Linked DNA regions of Sus scrofa: region 1 is linked to region 2. Evidence: chromatin contacts called from public Hi-C data. All regions are on one chromosome and are shown on one strand. The core of a region is the stretch at or near the end of the contact, and the rest is flanking DNA. Distances in the headings are between cores, read along the strand shown. Region 1 has its middle 56 kb from the start of PTPN1. Region 2 holds the start of SNAI1 (zinc finger protein SNAI1).

Evidence for each region. A called contact is a pair of places that touch in the nucleus more often than the background predicts.
Region 1: a contact with region 2 is called in a Hi-C map of embryonic fibroblasts, with 6 times the contacts expected there. The contact joins the enhancer-like site here to the promoter of SNAI1 in region 2. A contact is called at or near these places in 3 of 5 promoter capture datasets (fetal liver, fetal skeletal muscle and liver), 12 of 47 Hi-C or Micro-C datasets (alveolar macrophages, embryonic fibroblasts, fetal skeletal muscle and 8 more) and 1 of 2 datasets of contacts at active chromatin or transcription factors (alveolar macrophages).

Annotation. Positions count from the first base shown.
Region 1 is chr17:51,958,498-51,963,973 of Sscrofa11.1, reverse strand. No RefSeq gene overlaps it. Among named protein-coding and RNA genes, the nearest start is that of PTPN1, 56 kb to the left of the region's middle. Within about 2 kb of position 2,888, at least 21 of the 83 cell types and tissues checked have an H3K27ac peak or open chromatin away from gene starts, as enhancers often do. A contact at or near this core is called in alveolar macrophages, embryonic fibroblasts, fetal liver and 2 more, where this site is marked.
Region 2 is chr17:51,543,717-51,549,129 of Sscrofa11.1, reverse strand. SNAI1 (zinc finger protein SNAI1) reads right to left here and starts at 2,684. Exons shown (of 3, transcript XM_021077961.1): 1 at 2,490-2,684; 2 at 1,183-1,710. The coding sequence starts at 2,571.

The DNA of each region.
Region 1 (5,476 bases), core at 1,639-4,138, 410 kb before region 2:
TTTCTCTATCATTTCTTTTTGCACCAGCGGTTTATACACAGCATCTGGCAAACTACGGTTCTCAGGACAAATCCATCCTGCCACCTGCTTTGGTACAGCCTGCCAGTAAGGAATGGCTTTTACATTTTCTTATATTGTTAAGTGGTTTGAAAAAAAAATCCAAAGAAAGATAATACGTTATGGCACATAAAAATGATATGAAATTAAACGGTGAGTGTCCATAGATGAAGTTGTATGGGACTGTCCTCGTGTTTGTGTGCCCTCTGTGGCCGCTTTCGTGCTCCGACAGCCCACTTTAGGACTTGCAGCGGGGACTGTACGGCCCACGATGCCCAAAGGATTTCAGGCTCTGTGCGACCCTTTACACCTTGCTCTGATTTTTTCGCGTAACCGTGGATCTGGAGAGATATTGACATCAGCACATATAGATGGTCCCTGACTTACGATGGTTCGACTTGAGAGTTTTCAACTTTGCAACACTGTGAAAGTGATATGCATTCAGGAGAAACTGTGATTCCGATTTTGAGTTTTGATCTTTTTCCAGGCCCAGTCCTCTCTGGTGATGCTGGCAGGGCAGCAAGCTGCAGCTCCCAGTCCACCCTACCATCACTAGGGTGAACAACGATATGCCTCGAACCACCCTGTACCCAGATGGGCATTCAGTTCTTCACTTTGGTACAGTAGCAACAGATGACTTGAGCTGCTCAACACTCTGCTATAAAATAAGCCTTGTGTTAGATGATTTTGCCCAATTCTAGGCTAATGTAAGCATTATTTAGCACATTTGAGGTAGGTGAGACTAAACCATGATGTTTGATAGGTTAAGGTGTATTAAATACATTTTCACCTTAATATTTTCCACTTGTGATGGGTTCATTGGAATGTAACCTCACCGTAAGTTGAGGAAGATTTGTATTGATTTACCTCATTCCTCTTAACAAAGGTGTTAGTATCTCTCATTGTGTCGCTGGGCCATAATTTATCCAGTCCTTAGGCTGGACCCCCCGAGTTCCTGTTTAAATGGAAAGAGTTCAGGCTGCAGGAAAGTTTGAAAATTCTTGACAAGGACAAGAAATCTCAAGTGGTCACTCTGTTTATTACTTATATCTTGTTCTTTGAGAAATAGGATTTTCCACAGCTTACAACAGGAGGGGCAGACCCAGTAAAACCACTAAGACAGAGGAGAAATACCAGGAAAGGATTGGAGTCAAGATGCCTGTCCCTCCCTCCAGGCTGAGAAAGCCTGGATTATATTTGAGCTTGAGGCTTTATTCGAATCATATTTGCAGAGGATGCAAAAATCTTTGTGGATGTTTATTTTCCTCAAGAGAGAGGTTGAAGGCAGAATGCCTTTTAGAAGCTGGGAAAAAAAATGCCAAGCAGGGTAACATAGAACAGTGTTTCCTACTCTTACAATTGCCAAATCTTGAAGTAAACGAATTATTATTCACTTAATATTTTTCTTTAACTCATATAATTGTTTTAAAAACCTTAAATACAGTTGTTTCACCTGGAGAAGTAATATCCATGGTTCTGATGAGATAGCAATATATGCATTTTTTCAAATGTGTGTCAATACGTAATGAATACTAAATTGGAGGAGTTCCCGTCGTGGCGCAGTGGTTAACAAATCCGACTAGGAACCATGAGGTTTCGGATTCAATCCCTGACCTCGCTCAGTGGGTTAAGGATCCAGCGTTGTCATGAGCTGTGGTGTAGGTTGCAGACATGGCTCAGATCCTGAGTTGCTGGCGCTCAGGCGTAGGCCAGAGGCTACAGCTCCAATTAGACCCCTATCCTGGGAACCTCTATATGCTGTGGGTGCAGCCCTAGAAAAGACCAAAAAAAAAAGACAAAAGCCCAACTTTATCCATGTACCACTTAGAATAACCTTGTAAATCAACAGTGATGCCTGTGCTAACCATTTAAAAATGCTGGGTCGTCAGACACTGGCAGTTGCCATGCCAACTGCCATTCCCCCCTTCTGGCAGAACCCTGACTTTGTTCTGCTAGCCAGGTGCCTGGCTCTGGGAAATAAACTACATTTGGTTAAAGCAACTATGGCCATTCTATCCTCCTGGTCCTGTGATTGGTCTAGGGGTGGTCTATGGCCAAGGGGGAAACTCTGCTGGAGGCTTCTGGGAAAGGATTTCCTCTCTGATAAGAAAAAAGCATATGAAGAGAGGCCTATTTGCCTTTTTTCTTCCTTTTGGACTGCGGACTTAGCTGTGAGAAGAGGTGATGAGTGAGCTGTGGCAGCCGTCTTGTGACATTAGGTGATCAGCCTAAGGACAAGGTGCTGACTTGCTGCTGAAGGCCAGGAGTGTCAGTCCTTTACAACAACCTTCAGATGCCAAATACATCCTAGGGTCTCCAATCTCCAGAAGTCTTTTAAAAAACAATAAATGTTATTATAGTCTAAACTACTATTGTGGAGCCTCTGAAACGATCCTAATGGATCCAATTGGCTTTGTCCATTAGAGCTGGATTCCAGGACCAAAGAGGCTCATGGCCATATTCCAGCTTCACCAAATACTCCTAGCTCTGCTATCCTGGGAAAGTGACTTAACTTTTCTAAGCCTTACTACTTATCTCAGACAATGATTTTTGAGAAAAAAATTAAAATTCATTTCAAGCACTTAGAATATGAAAGTAGTATTATTTCTTTAGGGTTCATGTAATCCTTTAAAAAACAGGGGGTGGTGGAAGCAAATGCACAGAGACAGGAGGTTGACAGCACCTAACTAAGGGCTACCAGCCTGGCACAAGAAGAGCAGGAGAAGATCTGAGTGTCAGAGCTGACCACAAGCTGCAGATGAGTCAGTGCTTCATTTGAACAAACTTAGTGGAAGCCTGGGGGACGAGACTACGAGTGTGATAGGCAGACTCCTGGCTGTGAACTTTCTGCTTCATGGTTCGTGACTCACACTTTCCAGGAGCATAGACACTACAGTTGGTCATCTCATCTTTTTAAAGGATGTGGGAAGCTGACCTGAGTCCAAAGGCTTGGAGGCAGTGGCCTGGGGGCTATTTACGTAAGAGACTGGAACGATACAGGGGCAAGGTCATCACTGCCTTATGTTTAACTTTACAGAGCAGCTGTTGGCTATGTCTATAGCAGCCTGAATGAAAGGAAATAGACCAGGAGGTATAGCATGAGCAGAAGGAGCACTGGATGGTGAGTCAGTAAACTCGTGACTCCACTGTGTGATCCAGAGAAGTTTCCTCTCCATTCCCGATCTCTGTATCTCTGAATGTCCAGTGGGGCTCCAGAGCAAACTATGATCTGGAGGAAGTGACGATGATAGATAGAAATGCATTTGGCTACAAGTAGCTGGAAATCCAAGTGAGTGTGGCTCAAACAAGGAAGGGTTTATTTCCCACCCCCCATAATAAAAAGTTCAGAGGGAGGCAGTTGCTGGTCTTGATTTAGTGGCTCAGGAAAATCAGGGCTCTTGCGAGCATCTCTGCAATTCTCTTGGCTCTCCGTCATGGTTTCAGGATGGATGCTTAGTCCTTGTAATGATGGGAAGAAGGGCAGCAACCTCCACTTCTTTCCCTTTTATCCCAAAGTGAAAGCTTTCCTTATTCGAATCCCCAGAACTCCTCTCATATCTCTTTTGGCAGAGCTGATCACAAGACAGATTCTATGCCTGACCCAGGTGCAAGGGATGCCGGGAAAGTGAGGATCTGCTCACCGATGGGAAAGGTGAGAGGAAGAAGGGAATAGGTATTGGGTTTGCCAGCCCCAGGGTCTCAGGGCTGCAAACTCCTAATCCTGGCCCCTGAGACCTTGGGTGTCCAGAGCTATTCTTGTCCACCTGTGGCCCTCCCAGCTCCGGTGCAAGTTGTGAGAGAAAGACCTGAATTCGAATCCTGCCTCCAACACTGTCTCCCTGTGGGGCTGTGGGAAAGTCACTTCAAGTGTCCGAGACTTCATGTCTCAACAAGACAGAAAATACAATTCAACTCCTAACTCTGGCTCCAGGGCCGGCTTTAATGGGTGAGCACCCTGTGTTGTCACACAGCACCCTGCGCTCCAAAGGATCCCATGCTTAGTTTCAAGTTCTGCTGTGGCCGTTTTGAAATCCTTGATAATTTCGAACAAGGACGCTGTGTTTTTGTCCTGCTAATCCCCTAGCAGGTTCTGTGCAGTTTCTCAGGGCCTGTGTGAACCACCTCTCTACCCACTCTGGCCTCACTCCCTGCTACCCTTTGGTTCCCACAAGATGCCCTTCTCCTCTCAAGCGCCCCAAGCTCACTCTCCCCTCGGAAGGGCATGAGGCGCAGTGGCTCTCTGCAGAGGGGGCCACCCCTAAAGGAGCTGGAAGCTGTCTGCTGACCACTCTCTCCATGGCCAGCAGCAAGGCCTTCCTGGAAGGGGCTCTGGTGGTAGGTCTCCCTGTCCACACTTTATGCTTGTCCTCAACTAGCTGCTTACCACCTCTTGATAACACATTTGGGGGCAAAACTTGAGGATGCTGGTGGATGTGGGAATGAAGCAGTGCAGCAGAGGGGTGAAGACCTTGGGTTTGGAGTCAGCATTCCATCATCTAATTGCTGTGTGGCCTTAAGCAAGTCACTTCATGTCTCTGAGCCTCAGTTTCTTTCTCTGTAAAGTAAGGACAATAGTACTTACTTCATGGTGCTGTTGTGAAGACAAGTAAGCTGGGAAAAGGCTCAGCATAGGGCCTAATACTTGGTAATCCTTCAGCAAGTGGTCATTGTTATTGGAATATCAAAATTCTGAATGGATAATGAATATTTGGGGAGTGAAAACAAAAAGTTACCTCTTCCCTGAAACTAGTACTGCTTTTCTCTCCTTTCACCTTTCAGAGCACTTGACAGGGGTTTCTTGGTGCCTATTCAGATTCGTTAACCACTGCGCCATGCTGAGAACTCCAGGCAGGGATTTCTTATGGTCTGCTTTTGCCACAGCCATTTGTCTTCCAGTCTGGAAATAGCTATTTACCCACTTGTATACTCCAGGTTGAAAATGACAGAAATAAACCCACTTCATAATGGCTTAAGAAAAAAAAGTGTGTGTGTGTGTGTGTGTGTGTGTGTGTGTGTGTGTGTGTGTGTGAGAATGTATTGGTTTCTGTACATGTCTTGAGATGGGTTCAGTTTCAGGAATGGCTGTATCCAGATGTGCATCTGTTAAGAACCCTCTCTTTCCAATTCTCAGTTCTGTTTTCTTCTGTGTCAGGATGTGGTGACAAAGAGTCCCCAGCATCTCAGGCTTGCATTCTGCCAGGTCAGCATGCCAAGTGTATAGAAGCTGACTTTTCTACATAATCCCAGCATAAGTCTGAGATTAACTCAGGTTGGCCTGACTTGGGTCACATGCCCATCCCAGAACCAATCCTTGGGGCTGGAGGATGGAACACACTCATTGCTTTGCACTGATCCACCTACTACTCATGTTGGGGTGACGGCCCACTTCCTCCTGAGCCACATGGAATGACACTGGGGA
Region 2 (5,413 bases), core at 1,435-3,934:
TGCCTGGGCCCCCTGGTAGGAGTAAGATGACACCAAATAGTGCCTGCAAAATGCCAGGCTTCACGAACCACCCCCCGCTGACCCCCACTGGCTCAGAGGTCAGCCACCGGGCCAGGAAATGCCAGAACTGAGTCTCCAACACGGCCGGCCTGACCCCCAAACAGTCATGACCCTTGAACCCTCTTCTCCCTCAACAGTCACTCTCCAAAGAGCAGCCGGGAGCAGGGTGGCCTCCACGAGTCACATTCTGAAAAGGTGCAGTGGCTACTTTTTCTGCATTTCCAGAAAGTTAAAGGAGAGAACAGGCTCCATTTCACAATTTTCGGCACAATCAGTGTAGCGTTTTTTAAACACTAAGATATAACTGTTTTCAGCTAGCAAAGGTTTTCCTGGGTCTGTATGACAGAATTAAGTTTACCTATTACCACAGTGCGAGGGAGGGAGGGAAGAGAAGATCTGAGAGCCAACATGATAATAAATTACTATAAAGTGATTGAGGAGCCAGTGAATCTAGATGGCCCCCCTCAAAACACTATCATAATCCAGCCTATAGATAAGGTTATCAGAGAGGCTCAGAGAGGTGAAATCACTTGCTCAAAGGCACACAGCATGGAAGCAGAAAAAATACCAACAACCACTTTTGTGGGTGCTGATCAGGTACCAAGCCCTGTCCCAGGTGCTGTCTGTATGCTTTCTTTCGTTTAACTGGCACGAAACCCCTCCAAGGTGTTCTTATGCTTTTACGGTGGAGGGTGCTGAGGCTCAGAGAGGAGGAACCTCAGCCCAAGGTTTGGGGAAGATCCCCAATCAGGATTCAGAGCCTAGTGGGGAGTCTTGACAACATCCTGTCTGGCTAGGGTGGGGGTGGGGGTGGGCTGGAGGAGGGTGGAGCAGGGTGGGCCCCTTCACACCTGGTCCCAACAGCAAGGTGTTGGTTACACCTTTCCCATATCCAGCTCCAACCCATTTGGCTGAGGAACTGAGTTATCTACTCAGCCCATCTGGGCTGATGAATGAAGAAACGTTTCCGTCAAAGGTTTCAGAGTCAGGCCCCTGAACTCGTGAGTCAGGAGACTGGGGGTCTCAGTTTCTACAACCAGAAAACAGCACACCCTGTCTGGCAAGAGCTGGCAGAGAAGGCATGGGAGGGTCAGAAAGGCAGCCAGCCTGCAGGGTACTCACCGGTGTGGGTCCGGACGTGGCCCTGCAGCAGCCAGGGCCTGGAGAAGGCCTTCCCGCAGGTGCCACACACGCAGGGCAGCGTGTGGCTTCTGATGTGCATCTTGAGAGCACCCAGGCTGACATACTCCTTGTTGCAGTATTTGCAGTTGAAGGCCTTGCGAGACTGGGGGTCTTTGGCCACGGAGAGACCGGCCAGCTGCTTGGGCAATTGGCCCAAGCCTGGGAAGGCAGCATAACTCTCGGCCTCCAGGGAGGAGGCTGAGGTGGAAGAGAAGGACGAAGGAGCCGGTGAGGGTGGGCTGGGGGGCTGGGAGCCTTTCCCACTGTCCTCGTCAGACAGGGAGGTCAGCTCGACAGCCCTGGGGATCTCCTGGGGCAGAAGGGAGGCCCAGCCAATCGGCTGGGCTTGGGGTGCCAGGAGAGAGTCCCAGATGAGCGTGGGCAGTGAGGCGGTGGGATTGAGGACCTCAGGAGGTGGGATAGCTGCCAGCAGGTGGGCCTGGTCATAGGGCTGCTGAAAAGTGAACTCTGGTGGGGAGACAGAGAAAAGGGCAAAGTTAGGCATTAAGTTGGTCAGTCAGTCTGTCAGTCAGCAAACATTTGCCTGATGTGGGCCAGGGGCTGAGTGGGGTTGGCACTCCGTGCTTATTAAATGAATAAGAGAGGGTTACTGCTTTTAAATGAGTAAAAGACAGGTTTCTGCCCTGGCAGAGCCCACTCCTCAGCCAGGTCACCCGTTCTTCCATCTCAACTTCCAGATCTTACAGGAAGGATCCCTCCAGCTCAGGGAGGTCATTCCTAGGTTTCCTTCCTCCTGAGCTGACCAAGTCCCCAGCCTGAGGAAAGACCCCAGCACCCTGGCCCCTAATCGCCTCGGCTGCCGAGGCACTGCGCTTGTCCCAGACCCCCTTCCATACACGTCTCTCCTCCTGCCCCCTCCCCCCAAATCCTCTGGACTCCGGACTCTTCCCAGACACTGGCCGGCGGGTATCCAGACACAAGCCTCTTCCCCCCATTTCAGTGCTCTTGGGGCTCCCCGCCTCTCGGCGCCTAAAAAGTCCCCTCAGCCCAAGACCACCGCCCTCTAAAAGCCCTCTCCCAATCTCCCAGATCCACCTGCCCGGGGCTAGTCACATCCCTCTCCACGTTTCTCCAGGCCGTATCCTTTGACTCGACTTTGGGCCCTCGACTTTGGGCCCTCGATTTTGACCCCAAGTCCCTTCCCCTCATATGCCGCCCCCGCACCAAGCAGCCTTCACCGAGTGCTCCCCCCAACCCCCCGGGGGTCTGGCACCCCATCCACTCACCTGGAGAAGAGTCGTGTAGCTCGCTGTAGTTGGGCCTCCGTCGGGAGCAGGCGGGCTTCCTGACGAGAAAAGAGCGCGGCATGGTGGCCGAAGCAGCGGGGGGGTCACGGGGTCGCGCAGGGATCGCAAGGCCCTCCACCCGCAAGGCCGTGCAGCTGCGCTGTGAGTGGAGACGCGCCTCCAACTCCCTTAAGTACTCCACCAGCGTGTGGGCGGGGGCCGAGCGCTGCCACGCCCCCTTTGTCACCTCCAAACCAATCAAGGAGGGCCTTCGCCGGAGACCACGCCCCAAGCAGGTGCGCCTGGGGCTGGCGGGGCTCGCGCCGCGTGGCGCTGGGAGCCGGGTGGGGCAACTGGGACGCCGGGCTGAGGGCGCTGCTCTCCTCGCTCCGCTGCGGGCTGCCGGAGGCGTGGCGCCAGGAACCCCGGCCTAAGCCGGACCCCCTTCGGGACCCGTGCGCCCGCCAGCTCAGCGTGGCACAGTCGCCCGCCTCTGGCGCCCCCTGGCGCCACGCGCCGTGGGTCTGGGCACCTGACTTTCCGAAAAAACCGCCACCGCCTCGGGTTTGGGAAGGGGTGGGAAATTTCCTTTGCCCGAAGGGTGCCTCGCAAAGAGCGTGGGATTGACGAGGGAGGGAGATAGGCAATGGACACCTTCAGGTGGCTGCTGGCCGTGTGCAATGCCACAGCCTTTTCTGCAAAGCAAACGGGCATCATCTAGAAAAAAATGCATCCGTTCCCTCAATTATCACATGTTTGCGGAGTGCCCACTAACGTGCCAGGCACTGTTCCTGGAGCTGGGGATACAGCCCTGAACAAAACACTCAGGGTCTCTGCCCAAAGGTAGCACCCCGTCCGGTAGAGGAGACAGACGAAGTAAACAGACAATTCCAATGCAAAGGGAAGTGTGCTTTGATGGGGGGAGGAGGGGGAGACCACAGGGCACTGTGACAGTCAAGAGGCGGGTCACTTGACAGGGGGTCGGGGGCAGCTTCCCAGAGGAAGTGAAGAAATACTGAGGGGAAAGGCCTGAGGTAGGAATCAGTAACTATTTCAGAGCCGCTGAGAGCAGCTCCCAGGGATGGGGGTGGGGTGCAGGGCAGAGGGGTCAGGTCTGCTGGGCGTCCAGGGCCTGGAGGAGTTTGGACTTTGCCCCAAGGGCACTGGGGAGCCAAGGAAGAATTTTCAGCTGAGGAGGGACCTGTTGAGAGTTTGAGAAAGACTGGGCAGGTGGGAAAAAGAAGAAGGGAAGGCAGGGGCTGCCATGGTCTCTTTGCTTGTCTGGGGTCAGCAGTACTGTCTGAAGGACCTAATGCTGGGCTCCACCTGGGGCAGGGGGTGGGAGGGCACTGACTGATTCAATGTGGGGACAGCTGTACCCTTGCGCTCAGCGTTCCTGTGAGCCCACCAACTTTGAGAGCTATGCCAGGCCTGAGGGAGAGATGGGGCACAGAGATAAATCCACAAGCCCCACCCAACTTGTTCCCACCTGTGAAGCAAGGACCATGAACACCTGTAAGCCTCTCCACTCCACACCTAGAACAGGGCTGGGACAACTGTCTGTTTGGGTCATAACAGCGGTGAACAAAACAATCTTCCTTACCCTGTTCTAATTGGTGAGGGGAGGGTAAGGTGGGGGACAGGGCATAGGCAGTCTTTAGGAAGAATATATCCCCTTCTACATCTCTTTAGTTCCAGTCCCTATTTTCCACGTGCCTCCAGAGGGAGAGAGTAAGGCTGTGTCCCTCTGCTCAAACCCTCCCCTGTTCCAATCTGCCTCAGAGTGAAAGCTCTCTTCTCCACAGGCCTCCACCTGCTGATCTGACCTCTGCTGATCTTGTCTGGAGCCACTCTCCTCCGCTTCCCCTGCACTATGATTCCCCGCCCCTTTTTCTGTTCCTCCACATCCCAGCCCTGGCCCACCACAGGACCTTGGCACCTGCTGTTCATCATCCCTGCCCCCCCCCAATCTCTTTCCCCCTAGATCTTCACCTGGTTAGCTCCTTTGCAGTCTTTGTTTCAGTGTGAACTTCGACAACTGCTCAGCCTCATTAGTAATGACTGAAATGCAAATTAAAACCGAAGTGAGATACAATTTCACACTCATCAGAAAGATAAAAAGTTAAAATGTGGTCAATAGCAAGTGTTGAGGATGTGGAGGCAGGAGGGCTTTTGTCCTGTGCTGGTGAGAGTGTCATAGGGACAAGCCACTTTGGAAAAGTTTGGCATCATCTAATAACAGGTGATTCTCTTCCCAGCAATTCTACTTCCAAGCCAAATGCATCCCAGAGGCTCTCAGCCCCCACCTGCAGATTAGATTCCCTGAGGGAACGTTAGCCTGGGCCCCACCCCCAGAGTCCTACTGATTTGATTAGTCTGGGTGGGGCCCTCTGGTATTAGCATTTACAAAACCTCCCCAGGTGATTCTAGTGAGCAGCCGAGGTTGAGACCTGCTGGCCCAGCACTAATCCCAGAAGAAACAATATTCATTGCACCCTTGTTCCTAACAGCAACAAAGAACAAAACAAACAAAAAAACCTGGAAATAACTCAAGTGTTTGTCAACAGTAGAATGGATTAATAAACTGTGGTACAATCCCACAGTGAAATACTATACAGCAATAAAAACGAATTACAAGTTCCCGTGCAGAGCAGCAGTTTAAGGACCCGGCATTGCTGCAGCTGTAGCACAGATTGCAACTGCGCTGCGAGTCAACCCCTGGCCCAGGAACTTCCACATGCCGCAAGGGCAGCCAGAAAAAAATCCAAAAAACAAAACTACAACTCCATGCAACACAATAGGGATGAATCTCGGAGACATCATTTTAAGCAAAAAGAACCAATTCGAACCAATGCATACAGTTAGTTGGATTTACATCAGGTTCAAAAGCAGGCAAACCAAACCCTTTATTGTCGAGGAATGTA